Linked DNA regions of Ovis aries: region 2 is linked to region 1. The links are chromatin contacts, called in public Hi-C maps. All regions are on one chromosome and are shown on one strand. Each heading gives the region's core, a stretch centred on a gene start, on an enhancer-like site or on the middle of the called end of the contact. The rest is flanking DNA. Distances are from core to core; before and after follow the strand shown. Region 1 overlaps LOC121819669 (a long non-coding RNA gene). Region 2 holds the start of ADRA1B (adrenoceptor alpha 1B).

Region 1 (6,201 bases), core at 1,143-3,642:
TAGTCATCATTCTATTGATGCATAAATTGTCCTGCTTTAGCCAGTGGGAAGTCCCTCATGTCAGATCTTTGTCTTTTTAACTGGACCTCATTACTCTGATAGTTTCCTTACATAATAATATATACCCAGTTTAATTTTTCTGTTTTCTGCCATTTCCACCGGTATCTCTGCTTTCTTTTAGTGGGAAGATGTTTAGACACCACAATCTGGGTCTTAGGCTTAGGCCTTTTTAGTGGACAGTTAGGAATTAATATTTTTGAAAAAAAAATCACAAGTTCATACGATACTTGCAATTTATTTTGAGAGCATTATGCTGTGTGAAGTAAGTCAGAAAGAGAAAGACAAGTACTGTATGCTATGACTTAGCCATGCAACCTAAAAAAGTTGAATGTGTGAAAACACAGAGTAAAAGGATGGTTATCAGGGGATAGGAATGGGGAAATTGGGAGATACTGTTAAAGGGTACAAATTTGCAACTAGTAGATAAATAAGTCCTGGAGTTCTAATGCACAGCATAGTGATTATAGTTAACAATACTATATTATAAACTTTGAAGTTGCTAATAGACTAGATTTTTATAGTTCTCAACACAAAGAAGTGATGATTGCTACATTACTATAGTAATCATATTGCTGTGTATAAAAGTACCGAATCAACTCATTATACCTCTCAAACTTATAAAATATTGTATCAATTATATCTCATTTAAAAATCAAGATATTTATTAACTTCTAAAATAATAATTCTCTTACTTTGCTGAAGACTGTTCTAACAACATTGATTACTTGTTTCATGCTACAATATATAGAAAATATTTCTAAAAGGAACAATATTGCTATAACATACTATATTTATATTTTTATGAATTAGATTATATGCAAAATATATTGTTATATTTATAGTATAAAATAATATTAGTATATAATATTACTATATTTGCAATAAGAGAAATTTTCATTTTATAGGTCAACAGTGGCCAAATATTGGCAATTTTGTATGGTTCTACCTAATACTAACAATAAGACTACTGAATGAAGTCCTAAGATTTATTTGCAGCTTTTCTTGGTTTTAAAATATGTTTCACAAGAATATAAAGTCAAAACAATTTTATGGAAGTTGAAATGACTATTTTCTTTGTGTAGTTAATAAACATTTGGTTTTTTTGTTGTTGTTTCAATTTGTATTCAATTTTCATAAATGTCTTATTTTATTTTATTTTTACTTAATGTTATTTTTTGAGTGTGTAAACATTACGTGATTCCAAAGTCAAGATTTATAAGAGGACATTCAGAGAAATTTTGCTGCCAACCTATGTCCTCAATTGTGCACTTCCTCCTCTTTTATTTTTATAAGTATTTGTTTATCTTTCAAATATAAGCAAGTAGTATATAAATATGTATGTATGAATGTATGTGGTTTTCCCTTTCTTATACTGTTCTGCAGCTTGCTTTTTTCTCATGAAAATATCAGATTAGCATTTTGAAAAGATCACTCCTTCTGTAGGCAGAAGAGACTGGAAATAGACATTCTACTGGAAATAGGAAGGCATATTAAGAGGCCACACTGTTGGTGGTGGTTGGGTGGTGCAGGGGGGATGGAGAGAAGTGGACACTGGAGGTGAATTTTGGAGGTTGGACGTAAAGGACCTAGATATTGTTTGGATGTAAGGAAAACCTATAGCTTTGTGCAGGAAATCCAAGCCATCCCCTTGGTCACATTTATATTCCCAGTGGTATGAAATTTTCTATTGAATAGAATAGTAGACCATATCTATACTTGTTTCTTTTTTAAAGTTATTATAGAAAATTTTAAACATACATAAAGTAGAAGAGTATACTGAACCCTAACATATTAATCACAGAGATTCAGCCATTATCAACCTATGGCCTATCTAATATTTTCTATATTTCTATATTTTCTATCACCTTCCACCACCCCTAAGAATATTTTGAAGCAAATACTGGGAATCTAACCATTTTACTTGTCTGTTCCAGCACCTTAGGGAAGCATTGTTATTCAAATCCCACTGTTCCTTTCTCTGATACCTGCCACTCTGCTAACTGACTCATTAAAGTTCATTCCTTTATAGTAAGGCTTTGATCCCTTTAAAAATTCAACATAGCTTGTGTTTCACATAGACACCCAATGCACAGTTTGACTTAAAAATAGAATCCCTTTGCTTGCTGGATGGTAGTAGTTGGTGGAGAAAAAGGTCAGTTATAATGGTGACTTATTCATCCACAAACACTCCCCGGAACCCAACTTACCCATGAAGACTCTGCAGTGTGGTTAAGCCCTAGCCAAATGCTCTTGTGCTATAAGGTTCATGGCATGTCATTTCTCCTAGAGAAGCTTCCTGACTCATGGCAACCAGTCAGCCTCTCCTTTCTGAAGACTTCCTACTGAGCTGTGACTCAGAGATAACTATCTGCTCTTGTCACCAAACACTTGGACTGAGTGTGTTACAGCCTATAAACTTGCTTACGTGGAAGGCCTTTCTCCCCACTTAGAGTCTTCATTGTCATGACTTGCAGCCTGAAGCTATCCTGACTTTTCTCAATGTCCTTTGCACCAGGGTCTGTTTTATTGTCCTAGCACGTCTGTAGGAGTTACCATGCAATGCTCAGTTACTGACAGTTTTCCTAACCTTCCTCAGAACTAAAATAGAGACCATTTTACAACCTATTTCCTAGTGTCAATGTGATGATTAAAGATAGTACCTAAAGATATGGCAACCCACTCCAGTGCTCTTGCCTGGAGAATCTCAGGGATGATAGAAACTAGTGGGCTGCCGTCTATGGGGTCGCACAGAGTCGGACACGACTGAAGCGACTTAGCAGTAGCAGCAAAGATACTAGAACCATATCTCAGACACACTGTTGTTACTGCATTAATGTATCTCATGGATACTGACTTTATCTTCCTTACTTACTCCATGTTCAGTGTGAACCCTCTTTCCTGTTTACTTTGGTTATTGTTATTCTAGGGAGTAGAACTGTCTGACCAAGAAAAGATTCTTGATCATTGTGAGTCTCAGTACTCTCAAATGTAAAATGGGATTTTAACATGTTGTGTAAAACATTTTATGGGTTAAACTGGAAAAGGGGTATAAAAGTGATAGCACAGCAGCACTGGGCCTAGCACATAGTAAGTATTCAGCAAAGACTTGGAGGGATTGTCAGAGCCTTGGCTGAATCACCACCTGGGATGGGGCACATCTGTCTCCTCAGGTTGAAAAGATTTAGGTGTCATTCCTCAGGTGGGCGGAGAGAAACATGCTTTTCCTGCCTATGTAACATGTCTTGTGTCAGAGGGCTATGAACAGTAGTTGTTCTTCTTAGAAACTATTTGGACCCCAAAGCAAGCTTAGCTCCAAACATAATGTTGTTTGAATTAACCCAAATTGTTTAATATGTGCCACTAACTTCCAGAATTCTACAAGTATCTTAAAATGAACTTGTTTCATTATTTATCAATTCTCTCAATATTATCAACCATAGTTGTCAACTAACCATTTATCTTGACCTGGCGCTAAGAAATCAGTTCATTTTAGGTTGATTATGACTTTAGGAACTAAGTATCCTTTGTGCTACTAAACTCAGTTGAACAGGCCCCCAGGGATGAGGGGGTGGGAAGGAGACAGCACCATAGTGGAAAAAGTGGTTTTAATTTTAACTTTTATTCGGTATTAACTGTTTTCCCACACTACTTTGTAAATCACAGACAGGAAAAAGCACAAAGCAATAAAAGCAAAACATATTCAAATAAAACCCCACAGTATGGCATAGCAGTAGGTACTGAAGCCTTTTGAGGCTTAATTTTTTTTTTTAATGCCTCATTTGCTTTTGAATTTGGAATTTCAGGAGGCAGAAGAAAACTTGTTTTAACTTGTCTAAAAAATAATGTATATTGTTGTTGAATCAAGACTGAAGAAATGCCCCCTCAAAGCTCTCTTCCAGGATACCATTCTTGATAATTACCTCACCTTTATTTTTTTTTGGTAACTAACCAGGGGGATGCTAGACTGTTACTTCTAAGGTTTGTGTCATGCTATTATATTGTTTAAAGTGTGTTAGTCACTCAATCATGTTTGGTTCTTTGTGACCCTACAAACTGTATCGTGCCAGGCTCCTCTGTCCATGGACTTCTCCAGGTAAGAATACTGAAGTGGGTTGCCATTCCATTCTCCAGGGGATCTTCCTGATCTTCCCAGAGATTGAACCCCGGGCTTCTGCATTTCAGGTGGACTCTTTACTATCTGAGCCACCAGGGAAGTTCCATATTAGTCCATCTCTGGTGGACAGTTGTGTTGCATCAAATATATATTAAACTCTGTGAATTCAGCTGTCTGCATTTGTCAAAAGAGGAAGAGGTTAAGAGGATTTAAAAAGTGTGAGCAAGTCCAGCCACTATTTCACTAGCCCCTAAGCAAATGTTCATTGGTTTCATGGGATGCCCTAATTGCAAAAGTGGTTCTCCAGGCTAAGTATGTGTCTTAGTGCTGAAAACTCAATTTTTTAATAGTGTAGTTTTAAAACTTATTTGGTGATCAAAGGAAGAAAAAGCAATGTCTTACATCCCTAGAAAGAAACATAGCAGACTTTGAAGGGTAGTTATAGCTTTATCCACCAATTTCACACCAACCCCCACAAAAGATGGGACTCTGTTCATTGCAAGGCAGACGTGGGAGCCATGCATCAGAGTGGCAGTTCAGATCATAGCAGTTTCCTCTCTTCCCTGGCTGAATGATCCTGGGACAAAGACATGGCCTATGCAAGGACAATCAGATTCTCCATCCCAGGAACCTGAAATCTGATTAAAAAGATGCAGACAGAGATGTTTCCACAGCAGAGTTAGTTGAGTGGCAGCTTCAGTGACTCCCGGGGCTGAAATCCCCTAAACTGCTCCCATTCCTTCTCTTTTCAAATCACAATTGTTTGGCAATTCTTATGATTCTGTGAGTCTTCCTAATCTTAAAAGAAGTTAGCCAGAGTTGCTTTTTGTGTTTGCAACCAAAAGAACTTTAATCAATATACCAAGTTGTGATCCCATTAGGTTAAAAGTTTCTTGGAATTAGAACAGAGTCATTAACAATCGCTTAAAGAGCCTGGAGGGTGCCCACGACACCAACAGCTCTGGATAATGCAAAATGAAGATGCCAAAGGACAGAACCAGGGTAGTCCAAGGCTATAAGCTGTTATTTCCTAAGGTGGGTTCCATGGATCCCAGCAAATCCAGCAAAATGATTTCTGATTCAAAAGATTCCATGGCCAAATCAGTTAGAGAAAAGCAGTATACTCTATTCCTCACCTAGAAAGTCATGCAAATAAGCCCCTCAAACCCACTAAAGACCCAGCAATAAAGACATTTAATTTGTTAAACCAGGATTTCTAAAATGTATTAAATAGCATCCAGTCTTCTCTACCTCATCCCTTTACTTACTCCCCAAATACTGGTTAACACAATAATAGAAACTATGGGGTGATAATTGCTAGTGAGATGTTTCCTGGGAGCTTTGACTTCATACTCTCTGGTCTCCCCATCATGCCTCAGGTGTTTACTGAGAACTGTAATGTGCCCAGACCTGTGTTGGGTGTTCTCAGGGCGGCCATAGTATGGTGGAAGGAGCTTTGTAGGAGGAGTGAGAAGATGTGTTTGGAACTCCAGCTCTGGTCTGGAACTCAAAACTGGCTTTGTTCCCATAGGCAATCCTTAATTTCATTCTGAATCAATTTCTTTGTCTTTCAAATGGGGCTGGTAAAATCAACCTTACCTCACAACTGGATTGTTAAAAAGATCTAATAGGATAATGCATTTGAGGGCACTTCGCAAACTTCAAAGCATTACATGAATATTAACTATTAGAAGAAATAAATAACTTAGAAAATGATGTTAGATGTTATGGAGAGACAGCGAGCAAGCCTTGGGATCACAGGCTTATAGCTGTGATTTTGGAATACAATAAATGCTTCAGTATCATAGTTGAGTATTAAGTGTGTCAAGACAGTTTACTGAATTCAGTAATCTACTGAAATATGAATTTTTATTTGTACCTGTATTTGTTATTTTACATAACAAACTACTCCAAAACTCAGTGGCGTACAGTAATCAATATTTATTTCTTGTATGTATATCAGAAAATTGCCTGGGATTCAACTGATCTGGACTGTACTTGGGTTTGGCTCTAAGCAATGAGTTGTT
Region 2 (6,201 bases), core at 2,131-4,630, 240 kb after region 1:
ATGTGTTGCTGGCTGCTCAATAGCTGGTAAAATTAATGCCCAGGGAAGTGGGAAATGGGCCACCACAATCAAAATGTGGACTTCAAACTTGCTTCTCATTCGCCCCACTCTTTCCCTCCCACATCCCTGACTTTGTGCTAATCGCCAGCTTTCTGCCGACTTACTGGCGTTCTCTTCCTCCTCCCACTCTGCCTTGGGAGTAAACCAGTTCAAGAGAAGTGCCATCATCCTAGACTTGAAGATACATGAAGATGATGGGAGCTGAGCATATGAGACCCCGCTCCCAACCCACTATGGATGATGCATGGGAGAAAGGGGCAGCAAGGTTGCTGTAAGAGGCCACTTTATCCAGCAAAGGAAGCTGACCACTGGAAACTAGAAAACCTCAAAAGACCGTCTAGCTCAGGCCCTATCTCCAGACAGATTAGTACATGAGCCACCCAAGACAAAGGACAGTCTCTTCTCTTCGCAAGGACCCTGGCAGAGGCCTGCCTGAGTTGTCCCCATCTCACATCTCACTGTGTAAGTCATGAGTAGCTGCCATGTGTGGCTTCCCTCTGCTCTGTGGGCCAGGGAAATGGAGTTTGAGAACCAGCTCTGCACCTGAGTAGTTACGGGAGTTCACCAACTTCCTCTACCTCCTGGACTACCTCCAAAATGAGAAAATGGGCAAGTGAGGGTTCTGCCAGCTCTGGAAGACCTGAATCACTATAAACCTGTGAATCTCTTATTTTAAAATCTTCAAATACAACTTAAGCCAGTTTAATTGAAATAGAAAGAGTATTTTCAGGGTTCTCTCAACCACAGATTCCTTAATCTTAGGGAACTCCTTGAAATTTTATATTTTATGCATTTGAGAGTCTGTAAATTTTGGTGGGAGAAGAGTAAATCCTTAGATAGGTGTACAATATTCCCCAGAAGAGGTTAGGGACCCACCTCTAGGATGAAGAACTGAAGTGTAAATCATCTTGAGTGGTTTCCCGGTTCCCTATCCCTGAACACCAGGCTATACTGATTATCAAGGGCAGGAAGTAGGAAGATGCAGGATTCTGGATGAGAATAAAGGAAAGCATAGGCTTTACTTCTCAATCTCCAGCTATCACTACCCATTGCTCTGCTGCATGTCTGCTAGCCATACAACCTCAGGAATCCACTAACCTTCTCTGAATCATGGTTTTCTCAACTTTCAGTGGAGCGTGGTATGTTTCTCTTAAAGGTTGTGAAGAATAAAAGAAATTGAGTAAATGCTTGACTATCAGTGGAAACTCAATAAATGTAAGTTTCTTCCCGCCACTAGTGGCTCGGATCCCAAAATTGACTATTTCAAAGATAGCTCCATCTATAACAATCAATTAACATTTATCTCAAATGTAAATTGGTATAGTTACTATAGAAAACAATAAGGAGGTTCCTCAAAGAATTGAAAATAGAGCTACTATATCACCCAGCAATCCTGCTTCTGGGTATATATCCAAAGCAAATGAAGACAGGATCTCAAAGAGATATCTGTACCCCCATGTTCAATGCAGCATTATTCACAAGAGCCAACACTTGGAAATAAGCGTCCATCAACTGATGGATGGATTAAGAAGATTGATATACATACACAATGGAGTATTATTCAGCCAAGATAAAGAAAGAAATCCCGCCATTTGCAACAACGAGGATAAAACTTGAGGGCATTGTGCTAAGTGAAATAAATCACACAGAGAAAGGCAGATACTACATGATATCACTTATATATGAATCTTTAAAAAAAACTCATAGAAACAGAGTTAAGTGGTGGTTACCATGGGTTGGCAGAGAAGGACCGGGTGGGGAGATGTTGGTCAAAATATACAAACTTCCAGTTATAAGATGAATAAGTTCTGAGGATCTAATGTACAGTATGGTGATTGTAGTAATACTATATTATATACTTGAAAGTTGCTAAGAGAGCAGATTTTAAATGTCTCACTGCAAAAAAAGAAATGGTGATTATGTGATATGTTGGAGGTATTAGCTAACAGTATGATAGTAATCATTTTTCAATTTATAAGGGTCTCAAATCAACTTACATAATGTTATATGTCAGTTATATCTCAATAAAGCTGGGGGTGGGATTCACCCCCTTCTTTCTTCTGGAGGAAAAGTGTGACATATAGCAGCTAAGGGCTCAACTTTGGGTAGATGTGCGTTTGAGTTCCGCTCCCAAATTCTCTGCTTGATGGCCGTGTGAACATAGGCAAAGAGTTCAATTTTGCTGCACCTTAGCATCCCATCTGCAGAATGAAATGGTTATGAGAACGGTCTATCTTTCCTAGTGTTGTAAGAAAATAGGAAAAGTACTTAGCACGCTGTCTGGGACTGGGACATATGGATAAATGTTAACTAACATGAGGCTCTCCCTCAGCATCCTTAGCCACACCTTCTCTCCTAGGTACCATTCATCCACCTTGGAGAGTGTGTCCCTATAGCTGAATGTCCAACGTGGATATCAGGCAGAAAGGGAGGAAAAAATCAACAAATAATATGGATTCTCCAAGTCGCCGCCCTACCCCCACCCCCACTGCCACCCCCAGATAGCCTACAGTTTGTTGCCATTTCTTTCAGGTCGTGACTCAAACATCACTTCAGTAAACTCCTGAGCACCCAGATAAAATTTCAAATGTGCCTCCAAACCATTCCATTTCCCCAACCTTGCCTTATTTTCTGTTACACCTGTCCACCTAGGGCACATCTCAGAATTTGCCTACTTATTTGTAGGTCTCCTCCCACTAGAATATAAGCTCCCCAAGGACAGAGGGGTCTTTATCTACTTGGTTCAGCTGCTATACCCACAGCACCTAGAAGAGAACCCAGGGCAGACAGTGGACGCCCGATTAACAACCTGTTTAATGAATGAGTGAGTGAGCGAATGAATGAATGACAAGAAGCTTTCCACCAGAAAGGCTGCACAGGGAGGTAAGGATGGGGGTTGGTCTCAGACCTGACTCAAGGCCCTCTAACCTGCTTAACCATCGAATTCTGCCTCTTTTAGGTTCCACGCAAGTTGCAAAGCTCACTCCAGACCCCCCTCATTAAAAACAAGCACCCCTACCCCCATTTTAAAACTGCGCGGTGAACAGGAGGCAAAAGAACCCCAGAGGGCCACTCGGGGTGGGGGGTTGGGGAGGAATGGAGGGCATGGGGAATCCCCACGCTGAGGTCGCCCTACCCCGCCCCCCTCTCTGCACACCCTACCGGCTTGCCCCCCGGGGGCGGCGCGGGGCGCAGCCGGCCTCGGAGCTCATCTGGGTGGCGGCGTCGGGGCAGCGGAAGCCTTCGCTGGACCCGCATTGCCCCCTAGTGCCGCGCGGAGTCAGGGCGCCGGGCTCCCCCGCCTGATGTCACCGCCGTGCAGTCAGCCCAGAGGCGGCTCATTGAAAGCAGACCCTCCTCGGCGCTGGCTGGGCGGAGGCGCCGCTGTCCGCAGACCCGCCGCGGACCGGGCAGAGCCGGGCGCCCCCTGCCCCGCCACCCTCTCCTCCCCGCCGCTCTCCGCGAGCCCGGCCTGGCGCGCCTGACGTGGACCATTAAACTTGGAGCTGCCGCCTCGTCCCTTCTCTCCTCCTCCTCCCTCTGACAGGCGAGCGAGCGGCTCGGTGCAGGCAGGAGACGTGCTGCCGGGCTGGGCTGCCCGGGGGAGATGACTTCTCGCCAGGAGGGCACCTCTGGGAAGAAGACCACGGGGGAAGCAAAGTTTCAGGGCAGCTAGCTGAAGAGCCTTCCCCGCAGCCTTCTGAGCCCTGTCACCCCGCTGGCTATGGAGGGCGGACTCTAAAATGAATCCCGATCTGGACACCGGCCACAACACATCAGCACCTGCCCACTGGGGAGAGTTGAAAAATGCCAACTTCACTGGCCCCAACCAGACCTCGACCAACTCTACACTGCCTCAGCTGGACATCACCAGGGCCATCTCCGTGGGCCTGGTGCTGGGCGCCTTCATCCTCTTTGCCATCGTGGGCAACATCCTAGTCATCTTGTCTGTGGCCTGCAACCGTCACCTGCGGACGCCCACCAACTACTTCATCGTCAACCTGGCCATTGCCGACCTGCTGCTAAGCTTCACCGTTCTGCCCTTCTCTGCTGCCCTGGAGGTGCTTGGCTACTGGGTGCTGGGCCGGATCTTCTGTGACATCTGGGCCGCCGTGGACGTCCTGTGCTGCACAGCCTCCATTCTGAGCCTGTGCGCCATCTCCATCGACCGCTACATTGGGGTGCGCTACTCTCTGCAGTACCCATCTCTGGTCACCAGGAGGAAGGCCATCTTGGCGCTCCTTGGTGTCTGGGTCTTGTCCACAGTCATCTCCATTGGGCCTCTTCTTGGGTGGAAGGAGCCGGCACCCAACGATGACAGGGAATGTGGGGTCACTGAAGAACCCTTCTACGCCCTCTTCTCCTCCCTGGGCTCCTTCTACATCCCTCTGGCGGTCATTCTGGTCATGTACTGCCGCGTATACATCGTTGCCAAGAGGACCACCAAGAACCTGGAGGCTGGAGTCATGAAGGAGATGTCCAACTCCAAGGAGCTGACCTTGAGGATCCACTCCAAGAACTTTCACGAGGATACCCTCAGCAGTACCAAGGCCAAGGGCCATAACCCCAGGAGTTCCATAGCTGTCAAACTTTTTAAGTTCTCCCGGGAAAAGAAAGCAGCCAAGACCTTGGGCATTGTGGTCGGCATGTTCATCTTGTGTTGGTTACCCTTCTTCATCGCTCTGCCACTTGGTAAGTTGGGGACTGGCCGAGGGGAACTGGGCATCCTCAGCTTTTGGGATTACTGATGAGCTTACTATAAAGTTTTCATGGGTTTGGGGTTTTTTATGCAGTCTGTGTGTGTTTGGAGGCTGGGGAATATTGTTTGTTCTGCAAAGGCTTTGCAGAATGGGTAGCTGGCTAAGAACCAACTCAGGTGTTAGCAGAACATGCTAAGGGGAGGTACGAGTTACTCGAAATAGAACCATGGGAGGAAAATCTGGTATGTGGAATGACTCATTCAACTGCCTTGGCTTAATAATTAAAAAGGACACTGGACTTGAACATCATACCAGCATTATTTCAGTTGTAATGATGTGTCGGCTAAGGCAGTGTCTGTCACTAATGCAGCATACAAAATAGTTTGTAGTTACCGCAGACACGGCATTTGGGAAGCAGAGGCAGCTCGGACAAGGGAAGGCAGTTTTCATTCAGCATGTCCAGGGCTTTTGCAGAGACCCACGGTCCTCTAAAGCTTTGCAGAGGCTGCGTTCTGCCCCCATCCCTTACCACTTCCTCTCACCTCCACGTACTCCCTTCATTATGAGTTAGTAAGAGCATTTTATGCCTCACACCCCCAATCAACCTTAATCTAAAGCTCTGAGATTTGAAAGAGAAGGTTGATGGTCAGAGGATTATCCAAAAATATCCCAAAATGTCCCAAACTCTGGTGATTGATGGAATGCTCAGAATTAAATTATAGTTGCCCCTCACCTTCAGCTGCTAGATATCAAATCCTGCTAGTATGAAACTGAGCCCTTCCTATCCTATAAGCATGTGCCCATCTTCATTTGACTGGGGAGTCCTACTAAGTGAGTTGTTCAAAACGCTACCTGACTTCCTCTAAGGATGAAGCCAAGGTATGGTTAGGAGGTAAACCTAGAAGAGGATACTGTGCCATCGTGTCCACATAGCTCAGGAAACACTTGTCCCTTCTCTGAGGCAGCGATTTGCTTTAGTTTCTTTTCCTGTCCCTGGGGGACGCTCCAGAAAATGAATGGAGGGAGGTGATCATGGCAGTCATGTGCTATGATATCAGAAGAGGCCACGGCTGCTACGTGCCATGGACCACTAATGCTGCTGTCACACCAGGGGCTCAGTTGCAACCGAACATAACCAATCCCTCAAGTCACAAAAATCCTAAAGACACACTGCTTCCAAAAGAAAGAGCCAAATAGAAAGAGGGCAAGCAGATGTCAGGAGTTTCCGTTTAAGAATGACAAAGAAGAAAAGCTGTTTAACCTACTCTCATATTGTAATTTCTAAGGCTAGCTTTTGAGCTAGTGCCTTTCAGAAATATTTTCATTGTGTTGAGCTGAGAGGGTTCGTAGCTCTATACAGAGTAGCGGTCACATCCCACTGCCCAGCATTCTTTTCTTTCCTGAGGTCTCAGGGCCCTTTTGCAGGCCTGTCCAGTTAAAG

What was found. Hi-C and Micro-C count contacts between places; a contact is called where the count stands out from the background.
Region 2: a Hi-C map of skin fibroblasts shows a contact between it and region 1, with 3 times the contacts expected there. The contact joins the promoter of ADRA1B here to the enhancer-like site in region 1. A contact is called at or near these places in 4 of 16 Hi-C or Micro-C datasets (liver, skin fibroblasts and tail adipose tissue).

What each region holds. Positions count from the first base shown.
Region 1 is chr5:68,848,454-68,854,654 of ARS-UI_Ramb_v3.0, forward strand. The region is part of intron 6 of LOC121819669 (a long non-coding RNA gene); the gene reads left to right. Among named protein-coding and RNA genes, the nearest start is that of TRNAC-ACA, 15 kb to the right of the region's middle. Within about 2 kb of position 2,393, at least 4 of the 54 cell types and tissues checked have an H3K27ac peak or open chromatin away from gene starts, as enhancers often do.
Region 2 is chr5:69,082,750-69,088,950 of ARS-UI_Ramb_v3.0, forward strand. ADRA1B (adrenoceptor alpha 1B) reads left to right here and starts at 3,381. Exons shown (of 2, transcript XM_015096166.4): 1 at 3,381-4,752. The coding sequence starts at 3,804.